Regions from separate parts of the Rattus norvegicus genome. Here regions 1 and 3 are each linked to region 2. Evidence: chromatin contacts called from public Hi-C data. All regions are on one chromosome and are shown on one strand. Each heading gives the region's core, a stretch centred on a gene start, on an enhancer-like site or on the middle of the called end of the contact. The rest is flanking DNA. Distances are from core to core; before and after follow the strand shown. Region 1 has its middle 20 kb from the start of Robo3. Region 2 holds the start of Siae (sialic acid acetylesterase). Region 3 holds the start of Ccdc15 (coiled-coil domain containing 15).

The links. Hi-C and Micro-C count contacts between places; a contact is called where the count stands out from the background.
Region 1: a contact with region 2 is called in a Hi-C map of liver, with 5 times the contacts expected there. The contact joins the enhancer-like site here to the promoter of Siae in region 2. A contact is called at or near these places in 11 of 12 Hi-C or Micro-C datasets (the A7r5 cell line, the Rat2 cell line, Schwann cells and 6 more).
Region 3: a contact with region 2 is called in a Hi-C map of the A7r5 cell line, with 4 times the contacts expected there. The contact joins the promoter of Ccdc15 here to the promoter of Siae in region 2. A contact is called at or near these places in 2 of 12 Hi-C or Micro-C datasets (the A7r5 cell line and Schwann cells).

The regions. Positions count from the first base shown.
Region 1 is chr8:45,358,734-45,362,632 of GRCr8, forward strand. No RefSeq gene overlaps it. Among named protein-coding and RNA genes, the nearest start is that of Robo3, 20 kb to the left of the region's middle. Within about 2 kb of position 2,533, at least 19 of the 93 cell types and tissues checked have an H3K27ac peak or open chromatin away from gene starts, as enhancers often do. A contact at or near this core is called in liver and prefrontal cortex, where this site is marked.
Region 2 is chr8:45,505,369-45,509,383 of GRCr8, forward strand. It overlaps Siae (sialic acid acetylesterase), which reads left to right and starts at 2,122. Exons shown (of 10, transcript NM_001108759.1): 1 at 2,122-2,229. The coding sequence starts at 2,163. It overlaps Spa17 (sperm autoantigenic protein 17), which reads right to left and starts at 1,894. Exons shown (of 5, transcript NM_053482.2): 1 at 1,862-1,894; 2 at 1-75. The coding sequence starts at 48.
Region 3 is chr8:45,255,831-45,259,855 of GRCr8, forward strand. Ccdc15 (coiled-coil domain containing 15) reads right to left here and starts at 1,738. Exons shown (of 14, transcript NM_001191912.1): 1 at 1,655-1,738; 2 at 1,135-1,320. The coding sequence starts at 1,314.

The sequences.
Region 1 (3,899 bases), core at 1,283-3,782, 150 kb before region 2:
CAAATGCTCTACCACTGAACCAAACCCTAGCCCTCCATCAGGGTGGGTTTCGATTTGGTTTGGATTGGACTTAAAAAACCACCACTCACCTTTAGAAGATACCTACAAATCAACCTGGTTATTTAAAAAGTACTAAGTAAGCAGGGCATGGTGCACACCTTTAGTCCCAGCACTTGGGAAGCAGAGGCAGGTGGATCTCTGAGATCAGCCTAATCTACAGAGAGGGTTCAAGCCAAACATCTATCTTGCCTTTCTTACTCAAAAGAGGATAAACAAATAGTTGAAGGCAGGTTCACCTTAGAAAAGTATCTTAGCTCCCCAGCTCCGAAAAGAAAAAAAAAAAAAAAAAAAAAGAAAAGTATCTTAGCTCATAATGAGGAAATCATAGAGACAGAATGTCATGAATTAGCTGTCTCCCCTGAATAATGAACCTGGGTAATCACTGTCACTGCATGCTCATATGACAACGCAGAAAAGCAGACATTACTCCTGATAGACACATGTGGAGACACATCGCCTATGACGCACTCTGGGCGGGGGAGGGGGACCCAAGCGTTAATTGATCATGCCTCTATATCTAACAGCCAATTTACAGGAAATAATAGGGGCAGAAAAACATGTCAAATGACACCATAGGGATACATTCAACCAAACCCAGACTGGAAACTCCACAGAACAAATGACCTGGTTTCCTCAACAAATGAATTGCAAGGAGAAAAAAAAATAATTAAGGGGTGGGGAGGACAGCAGATTAAAAGAGACAACACACTGTATATATTCATTTGGGTCTAAGTTTGAACACTGAAGGGAATAAGACAGCTGGGAACAGTGGTGGAGTATGTGTATTGTTTCATTGGAGGCGGGCAAATTGAGACTCTCTTTCCATGACTTCCTCTTCACATGAGCTGGAATCCTTTCTAAAGATAACCCATCATCAGATTTGTAGATTTGGTGATAAAGAAGTGTGATTTTAGATATGCTAATCCCATTGTTCTTTATTTTTATTTAAAACGTTTTAACTGCCATCTCTATGTGTGCGCGTATGTATAGGATTGCGCATGCATCAGAATTCATACGCGGAAGTTAGAGAACAACTTGTGAGGAGGGATGGTTTTCTCCTTCTACTCTGTGGGTCTGGGGATCGAATCAAAATCGACTATAAGGTTTGGTGGCAAGCATATTTTCCCACAGAGCCACCTCGTTGGCCCACTAATGCTATTTAAAAGATTTCTTTAGTCCTTATTTTCAAAAGGACTATCTTGAAATATTTACAGAAGAAGTTGTAAGGTTTCTGGTATTTGCTCCAAAACCATGAGCAGATGCTGGGACTGATATTGATATTGACAGATATTGGATGTGTAAGTGCTGAGCTGGACATCTGAGGGTTCTAACTTTGTGTGTTTGTGTTATCCATGACAATAGTTTGGACAGCACAGTGTATATAGAATACATTTATAGGCCCAAACGTGCCTGTGCTCTGAATTTGGTCCATGGGCTGTGACAGACTGTGACATTTGGATCTGATCAAAGTTGACTTTCATCCAATCCACCTCACCAGTGAACTCAAACCCTGGCTACCAGACCTCGCTCTCATAAACCCTTTTTTTTAGTCCATTTTTTAGATCACTTTCTAGAGAGGATAGTTAAATAAAGCCACCTGAATTCCTGGGCATGGGACACTACACGATAAGGACCTTGGGAGTTAAGTATCGCCACCTAGAACCTGTCCCTAAGATCTTTACCCAAGTGTTAAAGGTGGACAGTACAGGTAGCCAGGCTTCATCCTTGCAGAGGCTAAAGGCTTCTACTACCTAGGAGAATAAACAAACGAAGGTATGACTGGACCCCAGGACCCAGCAGCTAGAAAGGGGCTGTTAAACTGGAGAGGGAGAGCGTCTGGGGCGGAAAGGGGAAACTAGGGAAAGACCGCTCATCGAAAGGCACGTTGAGAGACCGAGCAGCACCGTGTGAATGATTTCCGTAAAGTCTCTTTCCTCTTTGCATTTCTCCTTTATTTAAGGAGAATCCCTTTGCTAGGCACGCATCTGCGGCTAGGGCTGCTCACTTAGTGAAGAAAGGGCAGGGCGGCTGGGAGAATGAATTGCACCCACGCGGAGGGAGCGGCGGTGAGACGTAGGCTGGCATCGCGCGGCGACACACAATGGGCCATCGAGGATACCGGGCACAGCGAAAGTTGTGCATTGGTCCCTCCCCAGCCCTGCCATCCAGCGCCCCGCCAGGGACTCGCCCCTCCGGTTGACCGTTGGTCTCCGGTGCAGACCTCTCCATCATCCCTGCGCGCCTCAGCCCGGGTATCTTCTCAGCGACCGAGTAGCAGCGCTTTTGGCTCCCACTTTCACCATCAGCCGCTCCCTGGCGGGCTGGAGTAATGAGCCGCCAGGCAACTGGCCCCACGCCATTGTGTGCGCGCCGGGGCGAGGCCCGGTCTCCGCGGCGCGGTGGAGGGTGACCACGCGCGCCGCTGCGCCCCTCGCTTCACACCTGCTCCCCGCCCCCGGCCGGCGAGCGCGGGCGTGGCCTTCCCCTCCCCGGGGGAGGGGCCTCAGCTGGGGCAGCACTTGGTAAAGAGGCCGTGGAGAGGACGCCCGCGGCCGGAGGAGGCGTCGTAAATTTGGAGCAGATGCGGCCTGGCAGTCAGTCACCCAGCTCGGGGCGGCGGGGGAGGGCTCCGCTCCGCGCCCACGCCCCTCTTCTAGTCAGCAGCTGAGTCCTGCGGACTCCACACCTAGGTGACCCCGGACTTAGGACATATGGAGCCTGTCTCCCACTCCCACCGCATCTGTCCTGTGCTTTTTGTGTGTCCTCACTGCTGGGAGAAGTCATGGAGGGAAAGGGGAAATGCCTGAATTCAGTTACTACTTTCTTCCTAAAATGAGTAGTTTCTTCAGATGAGACTGACAGTCTGCCACCCTGGTCCTGAGCTAGAAACGCAAGTAGGGAGGCACAGACAAATAAAGGATAGGGTGGGGGTGTTCAAGGAGGGCAGAGTAAAAATAACAAGGAATAATACTTGCTGTAGTTTATTGCTGTGGTACTGCATGTTTAACTAGGGTGGCACTGTAACCATCCAACAGAGCAAGGGGCTTGGTTGCCCCTGGGACTTGATGGAGTCAATTCTATCTCGGGGCACTTTCCAGTCTTCCACTATAAAGAAGGGAGGTGAGTCTTCCATGAGTTTTGAAGGAATGGAGAAAAGGATACTGGGACGGGGACAGTCCCAGTTACTTATTCTGGACACCGTAGAGGTCTCTCTCTCTAAAGCAACGTGAAATGACGTCTGAGTCTCTGACTTCTGTATAAAGATCACAGTACCATAACCTGTCTCACCAAGGCTAATTTGGAGGTTATGTTCACAGCAACGGTGCCAAGTGGAATTGGCAAAACCTTCTAAGACGACCCTGTGTTTTTCCATCTGGGGCTGTTTTGTTTTCTCGGCCACTCAGGGGAAGTAACTAGGCTGGCTGATGGGCTCCTGGGCCTCCTTCCCTTCCTCTCCCTTCAGTCTCCAGTTCTGCGCTGGTCAAAATACAGTTTGCATCAAAATCACTTGGAGATCTGAACACCCACAGTTTCCGATTCTTTTTCATCTGGGAAGCGGCCAGGCAATTTGCATTTCTAAGAGCTTGCCCAGTGACTACTATGGTAATGCTGTTGCAATAGCATCCTCACTGTGAGAGCTTAGTCTAGATGGAAAGGACGAATGGGGCTGATGATATAGGTGGAAGCGGAAGTACTCAGTCCTGGAGAGGCTGGGGTATCTTCATTCTCAGGCAGAGATCCACAACCAAACCAAATGTCTGGAAGACCTTCTGGTGTGTGCGTGTCTGTCTGTCTGTCTGTCTGTCTGTCTGTCTGTCTCTCTCTCTCTCTCTCTCTCT
Region 2 (4,015 bases), core at 872-3,371:
AAATCCTTGTGGAATTCGGTAGTGGGTGTTGGAGAAAGGAATCGACATCTCCTCGGAAAGAATTGCCTATGGTACCTAAAGATTTAGTAAAAAGTGTCTAATTTAAATTACATAATCATAACTATCACAAACCAATTCATCATCATGACTCAAATCATTTTTTCAAACACACATACCATATTTTGGACTTATAAAAAGAAAAAAGTCACACAATCCAGGCCCTGGTGATCTATCTCAGCAGATCTGAGTTAAATCCATGCAGACCATATTGTGGACGAAGAGAACTGACTCTTACAAAGTGTTCTCTGACTTCCATAGGAAGGCTGTATCACCAAGGCTGTGCCCATACACATACACACTAAATAAATGAATATAAAATCCATCCCACCAAGTGTACCCATTTCTCCCAGAGTTTTTTTTTTCTTTTTCTTTTTCTTTCTTTTTTTTTTTTCCAGAGCTGAGGACCGAACCCAGGGCCTTGTGCTTGCTAGGCAAGCGCTCTACCACCGAGCCAAATCCCCAACCCCTTCTCCCAGAGTTTTGAATTCTACCACTGAACCTTTCTTTTTTTTTTTTTCCTTTCTTTCTTTCTTTCTTTTTCTTTCTTTCTTTCTTTCTTTCTTTCTTTCTTTCTTTCTTCCTTCCTTCCTTCCTTCCTTTCTTCCTTTCTTCCTTCCTTTCTTTCTTTCTTTTTTTTGACAGAGTCTCTCTACACAGTTCTGGCTGTTCTGGAAGTATGTAGACCAGGCTGGCCTCTAACTCAGAGATATATCTTATCTGCCTCTGTCTCCCCAGTGCTGGGATTCGAACCAGCCTGGTAGATAAAGACCATGCTCCATGCTCGGTGAATTATAGTACTATAAGTGCAGAACCATTAAATTGGACAAATACATACTTTTAAAGCTAGAGAACCATGATTTTCACTAGATATTAAGTACTTGTCTTTCTGTCCTTAAAAGGTGAGGGTAGATTGTGCTAGCCCACAATATTGAAGAGACAGTGATTGCTGAGAAGCTAGTATAATCAATCCCCTTTACATTGTTTAAAGTCTAAAATTAAAAAAAAAAAACAAACAACAAACTGGTTAGCGGGGGTGGGGGTGGGGCACGGTGCTGCACACTGTCAATTCCAGCACTTGGGGGGCAAGGGAAGGTGGATCTTTGTTGAGTTCCAGGACAGCCAGGGGCTACGCAGAGAAACTCTGTCTCGGAACCCAAAAACAACTAAACAAACAGACAAAAAAACTAGTCCTTCTAGAAATTATTATAATTTGTTGAATAGTTTCACCTTTTTTTCAGCCCCAACTTCTGAAGTTATGGCCTACAACGTTTTCAAGTGCCTCTGCTTTCCGACAAGGGATTGAGAAAGGGAGGTCGTGGTTTTGGGAGCCAGCTTTTGGAGTTTGGGGAGTCTTATTTTTCTGGTCTTGTCAGGCCTTCTTCTATTATTCGAGGACTGGTTTAAACATGGCTGACAAAAGAGCTTCGAGCCTGGGTTTGTGTTACCCCGAGAAGCTCAAAGGCGGCGCTGGTTGGGGTCGAGGCTGGAGGTCTAAAGGTTTAACAAGGCCTAACGTGTGGAGATTCTTCCCTTTTTTCTCTTTTGGGCACAAACAGGAGATTAGATATCGAATCTTGAGAGTTGTGAAAAGCGGGGGAGGACGGACGGTCGAGGGGGAAGGCAGGTCAAACCGTGGGCAGGACGTCGATGACCTAGAGTTCCAGGTTCTCCCAGAAAGGGCTTGCCAGGCTCCCTATCTGGTCCAGGAATTGCGGGAGTGTTGGGGATGGGGAGAGACTACGACATGAAGGAAAAAGGCGAAGCCTCCACATTGGTGAGGGAGTGGGGGAAACTGCCTCACCTCTTCTTTCTCTTCAAGCTGGTGCGGATGGTTCCAGTGTTTTATCTCGTTGCTGGGTAACCGTTTTTTCTTTTTTTTTCCTTTCTTTTTTTTTCTAAACTACGGCGGCCGGGAGGAGAGGGGAGCACCCGGTGCCGCGCCGTACAGCGGATGGTTTCGCGCACTGAAGGCTTGAGGGTGGGGCCCGCTAGGGTAACCCTTCCAGGCCCCGCCCACCACGCAAGATCCCGCCTCTGTCCTTATCCCCGCCTCCTGCCTGAGGGCTCTTCCTGAGAGCGGGTAAATTAGGATCATCTCAAACATGGTTTCCCCCCGGCCTGTTGGGCTAATGCTGCTGCTCATAATCGCGCGGGTCAGCAGAGGTGCAGGTGAGGTGTCACAACTCTAGCGGACGCTTGCCTTTCAGATCCTCTGCAGGATCTTGGCATGCGTCCTCTTTAAAGGTCGGCCTTGAGTCAGAACCGGTCTTACCCTACCTAGTCCTGGCCGCAGGGTACAGCTGGGCCCAGCTATACTGCCTTTTCCTTGCGGGGTACTTCACTTGCAGCATAGAAGGCAGAGAAGACATCGGTTTACCCACTGGGGCAGGCTCCAGTGTCCCCAGACCGAAGCCTTTAGGAGTGCTCAAAGAGAAGGGGGCGAAGCTAGTTAGATAATATTTGGAAACAGGTGACTGAGTCATCCAAAATATTTCCACACCTGCCCCCTCAGTGGTGCCCTTGGGGAGGGCTTCTATCGGGATGGGTGCCTTGAGGGAATTACATTTTACTAGTTTAAGTGGTTATTAGGGCTAAGAAATACAGCCCCCTCACTAGCTCAGAATAATTTAAAGTTCAGCTCTGACTTTTGATGCAGCTTGAGAGATATTAGTGGAGGGTAAGACTCATCACACTGGGGAGGGAGCTGATTCACATGGCCATTGTGCAGGTCACAACTTGTTATCTGACTAACCTGGGCTGGACATTGCCCATGGAGTTACCAAAAGATAGGAATCTATTGATTCAAAGTAAAGGGTTAATGCTGGATCCACCCACCTCTTTTCTTCTTTGGATCACTGAAAGAGTAGACCCCAAAGACTGTCAATAAATGAAATTTGAGGGGTTGTGAATATAGCTCGGTGGTAAAACTCTTGGCTAGAATGCTAGGAACTTGGGCTACCATCACCACAGCAATTAAAATGAAGGTGGAAATGACAAGAAATGGCATGATTGTGTTCTAATCAAGCACCAGCCAGACAGCAGCCTGTCAGTGGGTTTTCCATTTCAAAGCTAATACCCTATACTGATCGTCCCCATCTCTCAATCCTCTTATGATTTTGGGGACCTATCACAGGAGGTGGGGAGAAGGTAGAGCCACTGTTTTCTTAATTTTCTTTTTAAGGGCTGTCAAATTTAATATCACTGTTTTGTTTCCTTTGGGTCATATTAGGTAACCTTCCTTGATTACCTTGGCAGTATTCATTCATTTTTTGCTTCAGATCATCTCCCTTAGCTCTTTCTTGCACATCCTAACATCTTTCCTTTAACTCTCTCCTTTTGCTACATTTTTGTTACATTTTAACAGTGAAAGGACCTATAAATTCCGCTACCCAGTTTGAGAATGGTAACACTGTGATTTTTATCAAGACTGCCAGGAGAGTCCTCCTTAGTATGTCTGCTGGGTTCCCTTCAGAAGTAACTGCTAACCTAACATTTTTTGTTAGTCTACTTATCATGGTATCTTCTCCACAGCACTCACTCTTGTTTGTCACTTCAAGTTACAAAATGAAGGGAAACATCCAACACCTTAAAATAACCACGTTTGTATATGCCTGGCGTTTCTGAGGTGCGGTTCTTTTGTTCATTGTCCAGTTCCTCAGTATGTTTGTCTTTTCCACGTAGAATGTGAGCTTCATCAGGATAGGGAATATAATTTTTTTTGCATTATTATCACAATGTAACGGCAGCAAAAAGGAAATTGCAATACCTTGGGAATTAGATGACATGGATTCTAATTCTGTCATAAACTACCTTCTGAGGCCAGTCAAGGCCCGTCTTCAGTATCTTAAGCCCTCTGTCACACAAGTAAGCTCCTAGTAGATTGTAAGATCCTTGGTAGCAAGAATTTCTATCTATTATTGGAATTATTTTTCCTTCCAGTGTTACAGTCTCAATG
Region 3 (4,025 bases), core at 488-2,987, 250 kb before region 2:
TAGGAAGAGAAGGGGTGGAGAAGGGTGAAAGAAAACAGGACCCGAATAGCAGCAGAGACCAGCTACACAGGGTCTCTGATCTCTGCTGCTTCACTCCAGGCCACACGCTGCTGACAGAGTCTCAATACAGGGCTGTGGGGCTTACACTGCTCCACCCATCGTGCACCTGGACTCCAGGACTAGAACCTCAGTCTATCAGGCTTGCACACAAGTCTTTTTACCTGTAAGCCACCTCCAGATCCTTGTGTGATATTTAAATGTCTTGTTGCTTCTCTAAAATCACCCAGGTTTAGTACCTTGTACATTCTAAGAACATCACATATTTCCAACATTCCATAAATACTATATATTACTATGTATATTAGGCAATATTATTCAATTTAAAAACAAGGGGTGTGGAACAGTGACTTGCTCCCTATGCACGATAAAATTTGAACAAAGAGCTAAGGAACAGTTCGTTGAAATACTAAACAAAGCCAAACAAAAACATTGCAAAACCACTCTCAGCTGTTAGCAAGAGAATCAAATATTTACATGTGTAAACTTTTGAAAAGGGCGTCCCTTCATCTGAGATGCTTCTACCTATCTGCATTTACTGCATTTCCATTCTTTCATAGCCAGCAAAGACCATATTTCCTGATTCATTCAAAAACTACATCCTGAAGGACCTACTTTACCCCAAAACAAGAACAAGACGTTCCTTGACCTTGTGGAATTTACAACTTCCTCCGAGTTTGTCAGGATTAACCTCTTTCGTTTTTTCTTACTTCATTGTGCTTTATTTAAAAGCTTATAAACCCCAAGCAACTAATTAACATTTAAAAAGTGACCAACTGTCGTTACAGTGTCGGAAAGATGTACACAGTACATCTTGCCTTTCACGGCAAACAATCATGTTTGTGAAGTAAACTAGTCTACTTGCTGGTATACAGTAAGAACTAAGTAATATTTGATTATGTCAACTAAAGATGAAGCAAGTTTGGGAAAATACATCAGTATTGTATAATTTTGACGCAAGAATATAATCTGTCACAGAATGGAAACAGCATCCCCCAGCTTTAAGCACCAAAAATCAGAGAAGGCTAATAAAAAAGGCAGGCAGCGATCACAGTATCTGGGTCAACTGACACTCACGTGCGCTGGAATTCCCGACCAATTTGGTGAGGCAGGTTCCACCCAAGCCCCAACTGGTACTATGGCCTGGTTCCTCTCAGCCAGCACTGCCAAAACATCCTTGCTCTTCGTGGGGTTTAAAGTCAGGGGCAGTTTTGTGGGATTCCGAGGCTTCTTGAGGGGGGTCATACCTCCTGGCATTGACTTCTGGTTAGGAGAAAAGAAAAAGAGGGACACGAAATAAAGACGAGGGGAAAAGGTTTAAAAATTACTTTCTGGAAGGAATGGAAACGAGAGAATGGAGGATTCACTTGGGAGATGAAAAACTGCCCAGAGGTGGGTATAGGTGGGCGCTAGGGACAGGACTTGAGTCTGAGAGATGACCGGGTGTGGAAATGCGCCAGCTCACTGCTGCGGGGTGGAGGGGTGTCTGAGGCCCGGGCAGGAGCCGGGGTCCTAAGAAGCCTGGGCACAGGCAGGGCGTCGGAAGTCCGGGCAGGAGGGCAGGGGCCTGTGAGACTCGGGCAGTTAGATAGGGAACCTGTGAAGCCTGGAGCCCGCCGCGATCCGGACCTTCTCACACTCAAACTCCGCGGGCTGCTTCGCAAAGGACAAACAGCAAACTGACACACCGGGCCTGCCCTGCCCCTTCCGCATTCGTCACGCATCCTGGGCTGGGAAGGCGGGGATCCGAGAGTTGGGAGTTACGTCACGTCCGCTTCCTGTCCTTTGGTTGGGAGGGCCAGAGCTAGTTTATGAAACTTCCAGCGAGCTTTGGATGCTGGCGCTGTAGTAGTCTCAAATCTCATAGGGAGATGTCTAACATGATGAACAGGCGAGTAAGCGTTCGGTCTTGAGGAAATCTCGGGAAAAGGCACAGCAGTTCTCAATCTAAGGGTCGCCACCCTATTTTGGGGTTGCATATCAGATATCCTGCGATGAGATATTTTACATTACAATTCATGGCAGGAGCAAAAGTACAGTTATGAAGTCGCAACCGAATTTTACGGTTGAGGGTCACCACAACATAAGGAACTGTATTAAAGAGTCGCAGCATCACGAAGGGTGCTAGGACCCATGCTAGAACATGCTGCCAGTGGGTCCTCGAGGTACAGACCAAGCCAACAATCAACCAGACTGTGTTTTTGGGCATCTCCTAAGGTTTACAACGCTATTTCATGATTACCCTCAACATGTTCTTGCGTGTGACCATCACAACTTATTTAGTGGTCTCCATCTCTACTCCAAACACTATTTGGAACTTTTCATTAAACCCAAAGGACATAGACTCATTCATTTGAGTTGTATGTGGATGCTGGAGGTTGAACCTAGGACCTCTGGCACGTTAAGCAAGTGGGGCAGCGGAAACCCTAGCCCCCTTAATATCTTTGCTTTTCAGTTAAGGTCTCACTAAGGTGCCCATGCTGGATTCGAATTCCCTATGTAGCCCAGGCCTCGAACTTGCAATCCTCCTGCCTTAGCCTATCCAATGACTGGTGTTACAAGCATGTGTCACCAGGTTTCACTTCAACATATATTACTGCAAGCATTTTACATATCAGTATGTTTTCTGGATACTCCAGGTCCAGTGAACAAAGATCCCTTGTTTGGAGAATTTACAAGACATTGACATTGATAGGACCTTTCCAGAGAAGACATCAGTAAGACAGTTGAAGTGGTTCTATGTGTTTGGTTTGTATTTCACTTTATTCAGTCCTGGAAATTAAGCTCGGGGCTTCTTACATGCTAGTCAACTTTTTTTTAACTAAGCAAAGACTATGTAAGATCATGAAACAAACCTTTATACTCTTCAAGGGAGGGATTTCGGTATTTAGTTGATTGTTTGACAGGTTTTAATGGGATCTCCTAGGTAGTTCAGTTCTTCCTGCCTTAGCATTCCGAGGGCTGGAATAGCAGGCATAAAATATCATACCCAGGTATAGGACTATTCCAAGTAGGAGCTGGAGAAATAGTTAAGACTGCTTCCTGCTCTTCCAGAAGACCAAAGTTCATATCCCAGCACCCTAGGCACCTACACACACACACACACACACACACACACACACACACACACACACACACAATGTTCCCAGTAGAGAGTGAGCATTAATGTGGGACCACTGACTGACTGAGAAAAGTGAAGGAGGCTAGAATGACTAGAAAAGGATGAAAGGGGAAACTCTGAGACGAGCATGACAAGCCACATAGTGTGTGTTTATCACTATAATGTGTTGAGATGGAGCACCATTAGAGAACTGTGAGCTAATGAGTAACAATTAAAAAGGCATCCCATATGCTGTGTTGAGAATTAGGAATAAGAATAAGTGGGGAAAGAGGTTACAGAAATTGCCCCGTTATGACTTTCCCCCCAATAATCTCATGATTTGAGAAGGAAAAGTCTGAAGTCTGGTGCCAGCCATATAGGAAAGTTGTTTCCTAGAAATAAGAAAGAGATGTCCCAGAGTGCCAGTAACTTATCAGAGCACCTTGCAGGAGACAGGAGCTGAAACAATTATAAGTCGATAACCACACCTTAGCCAGGATTGCTTAATTATGACTTCTGTTTAAACGTTATCCTCATGTTTGGATCCCTGGAGGATGAACCTCTTTGTTCCTCTGCCATTGTGATCATATTGAGTAAACAATTTTCTGCTTTTCATGTTTAATGTGGCTCTTTTACTTGGCTAATCAAATGCATGTGGACAAGGCCAACTTGTTATGGCAGCCAAGGCATAATCTCTGATGCCTAACCCTGCAAACAAGGAAATGGGTCTTCCAGGGTATCTGGCACCCTCTTCTCAATTCTGTGAGCACCAGACACAAACGTGGTGAACACATATGCATGCAGGCAAAACACCTTGTGTATTCAACGAAATGAAAGATGGGAGCATTGGACAAATTGTCCAGGAGAT